Regions from separate parts of the Mus musculus genome. Here region 1 is linked to region 2. Evidence: chromatin contacts called from public HiChIP or PLAC-seq data. All regions are on one chromosome and are shown on one strand. The core of a region is the stretch at or near the end of the contact, and the rest is flanking DNA. Distances in the headings are between cores, read along the strand shown. Region 1 overlaps Aak1 (AP2 associated kinase 1). Region 2 has its middle 23 kb from the start of Anxa4.

Region 1 (6,367 bases), core at 2,932-5,431, 100 kb before region 2:
GCAAGGTTTTAAAAAATGACTTACAAATATACACATTAGTTCATAGTTTGTTCATCACAGTTTTTGCCTTTCTTGCCTAAAGAGTTGATGAATGGGGGGCTGGTGAGATGGCTCAGTGGGTAAGAGCACCCGACTGCTCTTCCGAAGGTCCGAAGTTCAAATCCCAGCAACCACATGGTGGCTCACAACCACCCGTAATGAGATCTGATGCCCTCTTCTGGTGTGTCTGAAGACAGCTACAGTGTACTTACATATAATAAATAAATAAATCTTTAAAAAAAAAAAAAAAAGAGTTGATGAATGTTCCCACTCGCAAGAATTTGTATTTTAAAGGCATTTTAAGGTGTGGTGCCTAACATCCCGGAGGACAAGCCACTCCGTTCTGAAGCAGGCCATGCAGTTGCAATGAGAGATAACGGCCACCAGATGGGAGCAGTGCTGCAGAAACATGACCTCTCCAGCTAGGGCTGAAAACTCAGCAGGCCAGACCAGATCTGCAATACCTACAATCATGATAACTCTTAGAGCAAAGCAAAGGATCACTATACCCAACAGAGTCAGAGCCATACTATTAAGCACCTATGCCTATAAAAGGGTCCATGTGTAAATGGAAAAGAATCAACTATAAGATCAAAATCAAAACCTAGTAAGATTTGTCATTCTAACAGTGACAGCCACTCACAGTGCACTGTGGAACAAATGGAGTGAACTACTAGGCGAGAAGGAAAGGTAGCAGGCAGCACTTCCCCAGCACGGCCCCCTCCCCCCTCCCCAATGGATCAGGGGAACAACTCTCAGTCTCCAAAGCCAACTGAGGATGCTTCAGACAGAGTAAGAACGCATGTGGCCTGTGCTGCTCTTACTTCCCAAGGGAAAGGGGCTCCATCTGTGAAGTAAAGCAGAAGAGGCAGGAGGGTAACTTTCATACTGTCACACTTGACAAACTCTTAAGAATGTGGGCATTGATGTAATTTACAAAAAGAATCATATAGTCTTCTATTTTCCCTCAAATATACAGCACTCTGGTCTATTTTTTATATCAATCTATATTAACTTACAGAAGAGTGAGTTTCACTATGGCACAACCACACATCATATAATATACTTCTTTCATATCTCCCAACATTGTACCTTTCTTGTCCTCAATTTCTAGTTATTTGTTGAAGCAGGCTACTCACTCTAGTCTAGTCTGACCCAAAATTCCTCTTGTAGCCCAGGCAGGCTTCAAACTCATAGTAATCCTCCTGCCTCAGCCTTCTGAGTTCTGGGGTTTATATGTGTGAAATATAACACCCAGTTTTGGTTTTTTGTTTGTTTGTTTGTTATTGGTTTGTTTGTTTTTGAGACAGGGTTTCTCTGTGTAGCCCTGGCTTTCTTGGAACTTGCTCTTTAGACCATGCTGGCCTTAAACTCACAGAGACCCATGTGCCTCTGTTTCCCCAGTACTGGGATTAAAGGCTTGTACCACCACTGCCTGGCAGCCACTTTCGTTTTTAATTTTTGACCAGAACAGAAGTTACTATTTGTAACTCATTGTGAGTTTAGTACTGTGTCTATGTGGTCGGTTCCTCCACCCACCAGATCATCTCACCTTAAAACAATGCTTACCACATAGTGAAAATTCAATACTGAATTCATTTCCCTCTTAATTTTTACCATAGAGAGTAGAAAAGTGTGGCAGAGATCATGGAAAACGAAGTACAAATGGCTGTGAGGGCTGCCATCGCATGCAGGCACATGGATAATGTCCACGCATGTGCATGTGGGAACCAGAGGCAATCTTAGATGTGGTTCTGCAGGAGCTGCTTGCCTTGCTTTGTAACACAGGGTCTCTCACTGGGTGGAGTTTGCCAACTAGGCTAAATCTGGCCCACGGGGCCCCCAGAACCCTACCATCTTTCCTTCCCTAATGCTGGGATTACAAGCATGCCCCACCATGCCTGGATTTTTATATGGGAGCTGGGGATTTAACTCTGATCTTCATGTTTACACAGGAAGCACTGTACCAAGTGAGCTACTCCCATCCCCACCACCACTACCACCACTCCAATCAGCAATGTTAATTTCTAAAGGTGAGGAGATACAGGGCCAGAGATGGCTCAGCTGGTAAAGGTATCCAAAACTAAGCCTGACCAAATGAGTACAATCGCTGTCACCTACAAAAAGGAAGGAAAGAGCTGATTCCTACAGTTGTCCTCTGACTTCCACATGTCCCTCCCCAAAATGAATGAGTCAATGAATGAATGAATGAATGAATGAATGAGAAAAGAAAAATTTAAAAAACCTAAAATGGAAACCCAAATTTTATTTGAAAACTCTAGATTTAAACATAAGCAATAAGTCACATTTTATATTAACGGTAAATAACATCACTACAGAAGCTAAACACTTTACAGACTCTGAGCTTCCAGTATTCTGCCTCTGATCTAATCTAAACCCTTCATCTTACTGATATGCAGAGACAGGAAACAACATAGTAAATGTTCCAAACCTTAAAAGAATACTTGTAAGCAAACTCCAATACATGAGTATATATTGGTTAGCAAGTTCTTGCCAGAAAAGACCCAGAATTTCCATGTGGCTATTTCCCCCTACATAAAATAGACAAAGAAGGATTAAGTTCTCCATTCAAGAACACAGAGGTAATTAGCAAGAAATTCCACAAGACCCCTCATCTATTTGTGGTTTTCTTTGTAAACCAACTGTACACACATCACAATGGCCTTACAGCATCATGCACTCCCACAACCATCACAACAGGGAGCGGCTTCTGCAGATCGTTCTTTCCTCTTCTTCCTCAAACCCTGCAATGTGAGCTCTAGTTTCTCTGTACCTGAGCTTTGCTTGGCCTAAATAGAATCACACAGCTTAGACTCTCATGCCTGGCTTCTTTCCTACTGCATATTTCTAGATTCAGTCTCATTGTTACAGGTATCAGCAATTTTGGGCTTTTTTTTTTTTCAACTGTTTCATTGTACAGACGCCCATAGTTTACCCATCCACTATGGAAGGACATGCAAATGTCTCTAGCTTTGTGCTATTATAAATTAAACATCTGTACAGAAGGAAGGCCTTTTTCATATACGTAGTCATTCCTCAGCCACATGACAAGTTTAACCACCCTAATGGTCCCTCACAGTGATTATCAGCCATATGGAAGTTTTAATTCCATGTCCTCCTCAGCCCATGGTTACAGATCTTTTCATTGTAGCTATTCATTTTCATGTGTCCTCATCTGACTGTGATTTTCATTTGCATTTTCTAACATATCCTATATCACTGAAAGCCCTAACATGAGTTGCTTTCCTAATACTTTCCTGAGAAAGGCTTCAATCAGCACAGATTCAAGGAGGTGCTAAAGAAATTAATGACACAACGAGGTCCTCTACTTCTCAAATACATAAAGACACCAAAAGTGTCTAGCTCTCTGCTGGTAATGAGAATTTGTAATACAGGCATCCGTCTGATACAAGCTAGGACAGAACTGATGGCCCTGCTTCTGTGTTTGTAAGGCCAGTGAAGTACACAGGGCATGGATTACAGTCTCTCCACGTGGCTGGGAAAATTATATAATCTTGGAGCAAAATCTCTCAGTGCTCATACCAACAAAAGATCACAATGTCAAAGAGAAACTTTTCAAAGACAACAAAGAAAATCTTCCTGGGACTTCATCCTGACAGTCGACACCCATAAACAGTACTGCAGTGGAGGCAGGACCTCTACTGCCACTTCATCAGACACGGAATCATGGAAGGTGGCAGCAGCCTAGGATATCCTACTGCAGTGACCTGCACTCAGGGAGGAAAGGTAACAGACAGAGAGCCCTGAGGTTATCTGAGCAATGCTGGGTGCAACCGGGCAGGCATGAGAAGTGTGAACTGAGAAGCTGGACAGACGCCCATCCTGACTTTCAGACAGGGTTTTTTGAGTGGCTGCCAAAGAGGTTTTGCTGTTATTTTTAAGCAGGGCCAAAATTCTAGGCAATAAAAATCTGACATATGGCACCAGCTTATTTTTTGCACATAAAAAGAAACCTACCTTTCTAACCCAGATCCTATCTACACCTTTGAGAATGGCATTTACCTGCTTAAGATCAACAAGACAAAGGTCAAAGGAACAGGGATTCCAAAAGGAGGAATGGGTCCTGCAGGCCCATTCGGTACTCTTGGCTCTCAATGCAAGCATGCCTCCCTTTAAATAGCAGCAAACATCGTGAGTGTGCTTGGTGGGTGCAGCTCCTCTTTGAATTACCCAAGAGAGAATCAGGAAATAGGAGTCTTTGAAAGAGTCAGGAGGGGAGACCTAGCCGAGGTGGAAGTGCATCAGCTGAGGGCTTATGAAAGGGTGGCCTGGCCCACCACTGTTTCTCTGGCCTCCATTCCCTTAACTGCAGACATGGAGATCAAGGTCAATGTTTTATGCTGAGGTTCTACAGTGGACATGGGAAGGGAAATCTGACTGGATGCACACAGCATCCTTCCTAGCGTCAAGCAAAGCAGCTCAACCTTTCCCTATGTAAGAGTTCTACAAAAGATGCTAGGCAAAGATAGATAGATAGATAGATAGATAGATAGATAGATAGATAGATAGATAGATAGATAGATAGATAGATAGATAAAATATTGGTTGGGAGGACAAATAGGCTAAAAGGAGGGGAAAGTCTCCTAAATCCTAATCAAGTTGGGCTCCAGATTAAGACTGAGCTACATACCCTGTCATGCTTCTGTCTTCCTAAGAGTGTGAGAGGTAGGAAGCCCTGTATTAAAAACCCCACCTAACCGTTACCCATCGTGGCAGAGTCCTCTAGGCAAGCATACTTCATGTTCTGTCCACAGGGTTTCTGAGCCCACACAGGGATGACCAAGAAGCTAACAAACACCATCCACACTTGACTCACACTGAAGACAACTTTGCCAGAAGTTTCCAAAGAAGGAGTGATGATTTTTAAAGCTGTAGAACAGATGGCAAGAGCACAGCAAAGCCCGCCCAGGAGAAAAGGTCAGTGACGTGAGTGCCTGCACTGACTGCAGGGGAGACTTGGGCTTGTTTTTCTAAAGTCAGTCTCTCTCGCCTCAGCCTGAAATCACCATGTGCTAGGTCCTTCTGGGGAACATATCAAAGCAGTCTTTTCCCCAAGCAGAAAGAACACCCAGATGGGGACACTTGAGGTATTCAACTCCCTCTTCCCAGCAGGGCTGTGGGCACGGGGCCAGAGAATGGCAAGACTGTCAGGGGTTCAGAACCCAACCAAGCAACAGCCCAGGCAAACTACAGGATCGATGGAAACAAAATGCCTCTTCCTCTGTAGGCCTGCAGTGGTCAAGGAACATCTCCAGTTCAGGAAGCTCCCTTAGGGGGTTGAAAAAAATTCCTCCTCTAATACCACCTTTACCAAAGGCACCTGCCTGCTTAGAACAAAAAAAGAAGAGCTGAAGAAATCAAAGAATTCTGTGTGAGGATCCAAAATAAACTAGCCTGGCTTACCAGCAGCTAAGTATGATAGAGAGAGGGCCTTCCTTGTGCTACCTGGCTACACCTTCACTGCTCTGTTGTTATAAACTAGCTGTGTGGAAAATGTAAAAAGTGGTGAGGAGACACTGGTTCAGTCATATTCTCTGTTCACTAAAATCCACAGCTGCTTCTCCTGGTCAGAAGAACCATACTCTACTCTCCCACTGCAGCTAGGTGATCTGGAAACAGATACTGAATGTCATTCATCCGTCTGAAACTCCTTGCTAGCATCTCAGCCCTCCTTGAGAAAACACTGCCTGCTGCCTATGGCTGGAAGGCTCAAAGACATGTCCTAGCTTCTTCTAGATACTACAGCCTGCCAGTGCTTAGTCACATAGCCCTATCCCAGTAGGAGCCTCCCTGCTTCCACAGTGCTGTGCATACTTCAGCCTGCCTACAGTCTCTTTGCACATGCTTCTCTCTCGGCATCGTTAGTTCCTACTTACCCTTTAAGTTTCTAGAAGTTCTTTCCTTGACTTACCTCTCTGATTGTCCCTGGTACCAGTACCACGTTGTGGCCAGCATCTTTTTCTTTAGGATATAAGTGTAATTCAATACTTAGATGGGTAATTCCTGGTCTGATCCCTTCTTCCTCTGTACACTATAAACTGCCAAGAGCAGACATGACGACTGATTCACTGTGGCACCTTGTCACCAGCCCTGTGCCAGCCATACAGCAAGTGCTCACATACTCAGTCAGAAAACCTGTCTGCCTAGCACTGTAAAAGCTCCCAAATCAAAACAGCAACAACAGAATCTCTACCTAGTCCCAGCTTCCCACTCTCTCAGAATATAAAAAGGGATAGAAGGGCTAGACTCAAGAATGTCTGTTTTGTGAAAAGATGATAAAGTTTCC
Region 2 (5,768 bases), core at 3,057-5,556:
ACCCTGCCTCTAGTTCACTAATGCTAGGATTCTAGGCCTGTGCTTCCGTCTCCTGTTTCTGAGGTGCTGGGGGTTGAACTCACGACCTCCTGCTTGCTGCACAAGTGCTTTACCGGCTGAGCTACGTCCCCAGCCCCTTTTCTGTGTTTTGCTTTCTGTGTTTTGTCTCACTGTGCAGCTCTGGCAGCTGTGGAGATCCACCTGCCTCTGCCTCCCCTGTGTTGGGACTGTGGGCACCATTTGCTTCTTTGTGACATTTTTTCCCCTAAACCACGCTTCTTAAACATCTTGAAAAACATATATAATTTAAGCACCAGCTGTAATCTTAGCCAGCAGATGGTGTTGCTGTGGTATTTGGAATACATCCCCAAGTTATTGTCACAGTCTCTTAGTATCGTATTACTTTTTATTCTCTGCTTGATATTTTATCAAGGGCAGTTTTTATACTGACTTTACATTTTAATACCATTAGATAACTAACTGTAAAGTATTCCATCAAGTCATAAACAGATGAGTACTGTTATAAAGATTTAAATTTTGATTACACATAAGTGTGTGTAGGTTTGCACAGGTGTGAATGCGGTCCCCATAGGGTCCAGAGGAGAATGTGGGGATCCCCTGGAGATCGAGTTGTGGGTGGCTGTGATCCACCCAATGCAGATGCTTGGTACTGAACTCAGGGCCTCTGCAGGAGCAGGAAGGACTCTGCTGAGCCGTCTCCCAGAAACCATTGAGTTTTCTTTCGTTTTCTTTCTTTCTTTTCTTTCTTTCTTTCTTTCTTTCTTTCTTTCTTTCTTTCTTTCTTTCTTTCTTTCTTTCTTTTCAAGACAGGGTTTCTCTGTGTAGCCCTGGCTGTCCTGGAATTCACTCTGTAGACCAGGCTGGCCTCGAACTCAGAAATTCACCAGCCTTTGCCTCCCAAGTGAGTTTTCTTTTAATAGGTTGTAACTTGTTTAGAGTGCTACTACTACAAATCCACATACATGTATGAAGTCTATATACAGAACTCTTGCCAGTCAATCATAAGAGAAACAAACCCACTTTTTAAAATGGTAAAAACCAGATGCCAGGTGTGATGGTACAAACTCCCAATCCCAGCACTAGGGAGCCTGAGGCAGGAGGGTCAGAAGTTCAAGGCCAGCCTGCACTACATAGTCAGATTCTATTGCAACACTCCTTCAGTATCACGATCCCTACAAACCTGCAGAAGGTGAGAGGGTAGTTTGCCAAAGAAAATATACTCAAGTCAAATAAATATACAAAAATAAGGCCCCCATCAGTCACCTGGAACAGCAATAAGGTAACACTGCACAATCATTAGATTAGTTTTTTTTCATTAATTGATTGATTGATTGAGTGAGTGAGGCAGGGTCTCACTATGTAGACCAGGCTAACCTGAAACTCACAGAGAGAGGTCCACCTCCTTCAGCTTCCCAAGAGCCGGGATTAACTGTATGGCCCACCATGCCCTGCTTAGAATGGCATTTATTTATTTAACGTGTTTGTGCGTGTGTGCCAGCCTGTGTCTTTTTTATGTGTGTCTGGAGGGCAGAAGTCAACCTCAGGTGTTGTTACTTAGATTTTTCATCCAGAGTCTCTTCCTGGGACCTAGAGCTCATCAATGAATCTGACTGGCCAGAGACACTGCTGGCATCCTCCTGCCTGTGCTTGCCCAGCCTGGGACTGAGTGCGTGCTCTGACACCCAGCTTTTTCTGTAGGTTCTAGTGTGAATGCAGATTCTCATGCTTGCATGGCAAATACTCTCCTAACTGAGCCATTGCCTCCCATTTATGAGCTTATTTTAAATGTTTGCTTCCAGGTCTTGCCATGTAACCCAGGCTTGCCTCAAACTTACAGCAAACTCTTGATCTATTTGTTTCAGATCCTGAGTTCTGGGATTCAAGGTCTGTTTTGCCATGCCCAGGTCAAATTTTTCTAAACTAATAACATATTACTGACACAGCTCATGGGTAAAACAGCTTGTAGTGTTTTATCATGTTAAACTTTCCTATTGTGCCACACAATGACAGCAACATGTCTGTATAAAGACCTGATTACATATAGTCATAGCATCATAGCATAAGTCATAATAGCCCAAAACTGAGAGCAGCTTAAATGTTTATCAGTGGGTGAATGGACAAACAAGTGAAACCTGTCTATAAAATGGGGGACCGCTCAGCAACACAGATGAGTGAGCTCCAGACACAAAAAGATACACCTCAAAGGCTGCTGGACCCCAAGAGCACCTACGACATCATTCCACTCTTGTGGTACTTTATAAAAGGTTTAAGAAAGTGGATGCCTGCCTGGTCTACAAAGTGAGTTCCAGGACAGCCAGGGCTACACAGAGAAACCCTGTCTCAAAAAACGAAGAAGAAGGAGGAGGAGGAGGAGGTAGATGCTGATTCCCAAGTATCAGGAGAGGAGGCAAGAACTTGACTGGAAGAGGTAAGAGGTAACTTCAGATGAAATCAACGTTGAGGGCTGCCGCTAGCTGCAGCTGGCACAGCGCTTGTCCAGAAGGCCCTGGATTCGATCTCCTGCACCAGATAAAACCTGGCATGCTGTGGTATGCCTGCAATCTCAGATGGGAGCCGGAAGGAGGCTCCCTGGGGAAGAATGTTTAGGACTAAGCCTGATGACCTAAATTCAATCTTGGCCCCCACATGGTAGAAGAAGAGAACTGCAAGTTGTCCTCTGACCTCCTCTAGTGTGTGCTAGCACATAAGCTAAATAAAGCCTAATCAAATTGTAGGTGTAGGAAGACTAGAAATGCACGGTTATCTTATCCTCGGCTACACAGCCCGTGCTAAACAAGATCCTGTCTCAAAAGGGTCTCTGTGTTTTACGCCTTGTACACATTTATTGGAATGAAACTTGAGCATTTAAAAGGAGAGCACTTTTAGAATATACGTTAGACCTTGATAATTCTGAGCTTTTAATTTTTGTTTGTTTGTTTGTTTGTTTGAGCCATTCCCCTGAAGGAGAACTTGAGAACAGATTGGAAAAATCAGGAAGAGACACAGGATTTGAGGGGTGTGGGAGATGGTGTCAGGAGCTCTTCTGGTTTGGGAAGTGTTAGGAGGTTGAATTAATTAGCCAAGCAAGGAGAGAGAAGAGAGACAGAAACGGTGCTACTGAAGACAGAAGGATGGGAAGGCGAGAGATGGGAATTGTGACAGGCTCCATTTATTTTTCTCTTTATTCCCTTGTCTTGCCTCTCTTGTTTGTTTGTTGATATCTGGGTATGTTGGTAGAGAACCTTACATACTATATGTACTGTTTAATCTCAGTTGTCAACTTGGTGAGAAACAAAATCACCTGGAAGATGGGCCTCTGAGTGTATCTTGGGGGCATTATCCTTTTTAGGTGAATTGAGGGAAGACCTGGCCACTGTGAGGCTGCCAATCTCTAGCCTGGGATACAGGCTGTCATCACTCTCTGCACCTTAGCCTCCATGGGTGTACAGACCACACAATCTGTCCGGCTCCTGCCCTGTGACTTCCTGAGTGATGGACTGGAGCTGTTAGCTGAAACACGCCCTTTCTCCCTTGTTTTGCCAGGTGCTTATCACAGCAAAGGGAAAATAAGACACTGTATGTGAACAGGCTTCCAAATACTCCACTCAGCAATTGGGCCCTCTCGGACACAGAGTGGGGGAGGGGAGGGGAAAGGAAGGGGAGGGGAAAGAGGAGGGAGAGAGGGGGAGGGGGAGGGGGGAGGGAGCGGGAGAGGGAATTAAGATCCTTGGGAGAGCTGCAACAGGCTTCCACCCAGGTGCACACCACCATTCGATTAGCTGGCTCCACCCACCACGGAACAGGGAGAGCCTGGCGGGTTGGACCCCAGCCCCAGATGTCAGGCTTTGAAAGCTTGCTCTCAGCTTCCACGCTCTGCTGCCGCCTACATTCCTTTCTGAAATTTCCTGTGTAAGTATTATTGTCAGATTCAAAAGAAAAGGGAAGGGATGCAGAGAGGCTCCATCTTGCCATTTCCACGTATTTATAAGTAGAACTTCACCCTGCTTTCTAGTGGGGAACACTTTCAGTGCCACACACCCAGGTCCGTCTCTCACTCCCGTTACTCATTCTCCCTTGGGAAGAAGCCATTCATGTAAGGATATGCCCAGGTCAATGGTTGCTCATTGCTGGCAATGATGATTGATTTCTCTGAGCCTGGGGAAGGGCCCTGAGCTTTCCGTGAGCCCTCCTTCGTGGCATAAACACTGCACCAGAGTGGATTTGAGGCTCCTGACACAGTGGAGCTGTTTGTAAAATTCCTGAAAATGCAGGCCTTCCTTTTCACCATCTGTTCTGTGCAGGCTGTAGCCACAGGACACCCACAGAACACAGCTATAGGGGTCAGCTTCCCGCTGTTCCCAAACCCACATTCCTGAAAGGGAATATTGTATTGGTTACTTTTTTTTTTTTCCAAAGCTGAGACCAAATGTCTCAAGAAGCAACTTAAGAATTGTTAATTTTCTCTTCCTTCTCTTCTACCCCTCCTCCTCTTTCTTTGACAAGATCTCATGTAACACAGGCTGGCCTTGAACTCTTATGACCTATGAACTCCTATGATCTGGGATTCCTGATCCTCCCGCCTCTACCTCCAAAGTCTGGGTTATAGACCAATGAACCAGATTTATAGGACGCTTACTTTGGCTTACAGTTTAAAGGTTGTATAGTCTACCATGACAGGAAGGCTTGGCAACAGAAGTATAAGGCCATTGGTCATGTTGCATCTGGAAGCAGAAGGTGGACAGGAAGTGGGCCTGGACTATCCACTTCCTCCAGCCAGACTCTACCTCCTAAGATTCCACAGAGTTCCAAAACAGCTCCAGCAGCTGGGACTAAGTGTTCAAAACCAGGAGGCTTTGTAAGTCTTCAAGGGCATGGGGGAGTCACTTTACCTTCAAACTATCACAAACACAAAGACCTGGGTGTGTACTTTGCATAGGACCAACAGAAGGGAGTTCTGATGCAGGGACAACCTCACAGCCTGTCTTCCAGGAGAGAACGGGTGGATAGAAATGGTCTGCACCTCTGTCCCACAGCAGTGCCCAGTGGGTAGTGTCTGCCTAGGGTTTTCAAGACAGCAGATCCTGGATATAGATGACATTCCTGGCACACTTTTAGAGGCTCTTCTCTTCACGTTTGGCCACCTCATGGAGCCTGAGTCTTTCTTGTCCCATGGTGGACATGGTGCCCAGTGTGGATACACAAATGGACTGTGTTAGGCATGCCCAGGGCTGGGGTCAGGGTGGACCCACAAATGGGCTATGGTGGGCATGCAGTAGAGAACTGAGCTTCTCTGGAAGGGATTGTCCTGTTGTTAGAAAATGGAAGGGTGCTGTGAGTACCTGAGACCCACACAGGACTTCAGGTCCAAATATAACCACAGCAGAGGACAGCCTAAGACAGGCCATGGGGGCCTCTGAGCAGGAGTGTGACTGAGACTCCAGCCTTCTCCAGCACCGTGGCATATATGATGCAGAGGTCCAGTTTACAATACCACTCTATGATTCTGTTTTTTACTTAGTTTTTGCTAATGACTTCCCTGGAGACCTAACTACTTTTTTCTTCGAAGGAGAACGAGAGAAATCTAGAATAATTTGAGTTATTGAAGCCACCTGTAGTGTGCCCCTTGATGCTCCTGTGTCGTCACCCCTTGAGCCACAGGCTGCATCTGACCTCAGCACCTTGCTCCCTGTGACCCAGGCAGAGCCAGGAATCCAGCTGGACTCCCTTGAACTTGTGCTGCCTGTTGG

The links. HiChIP or PLAC-seq counts read pairs in DNA pulled down with a chosen protein or histone mark.
Region 1: an H3K27ac HiChIP or PLAC-seq map of heart atrium shows a contact between it and region 2, with 12 times the contacts expected there. The contact joins two enhancer-like sites. A contact is called at or near these places in 2 of 39 promoter capture datasets (the C10 cell line and embryonic stem cells), 11 of 15 datasets of contacts at CTCF or cohesin (CD8 T cells, the G1E-ER4 cell line, the NIH/3T3 cell line and 6 more), 252 of 484 Hi-C or Micro-C datasets (the 4T1 cell line, the AML12 cell line, the AtT-20 cell line and 138 more), 56 of 115 datasets of contacts at active chromatin or transcription factors (the 230-238 cell line, CD4 single positive thymocytes, CD8 T cells and 40 more) and 5 of 9 other capture datasets (adipose tissue, embryonic stem cells, liver and 2 more).

What each region holds. Positions count from the first base shown.
Region 1 is chr6:86,916,140-86,922,506 of GRCm38.p6, reverse strand. All of the region lies in intron 1 of Aak1 (AP2 associated kinase 1), which reads right to left. Among named protein-coding and RNA genes, the nearest start is that of Aak1, 70 kb to the right of the region's middle. Within about 2 kb of position 4,181, at least 36 of the 459 cell types and tissues checked have an H3K27ac peak or open chromatin away from gene starts, as enhancers often do. A contact at or near this core is called in cerebellar granule neurons, cerebellum and heart atrium, where this site is marked.
Region 2 is chr6:86,813,644-86,819,411 of GRCm38.p6, reverse strand. No RefSeq gene overlaps it. Among named protein-coding and RNA genes, the nearest start is that of Anxa4, 23 kb to the right of the region's middle. Within about 2 kb of position 4,306, at least 56 of the 459 cell types and tissues checked have an H3K27ac peak or open chromatin away from gene starts, as enhancers often do. A contact at or near this core is called in cerebellar granule neurons, cerebellum and heart atrium, where this site is marked.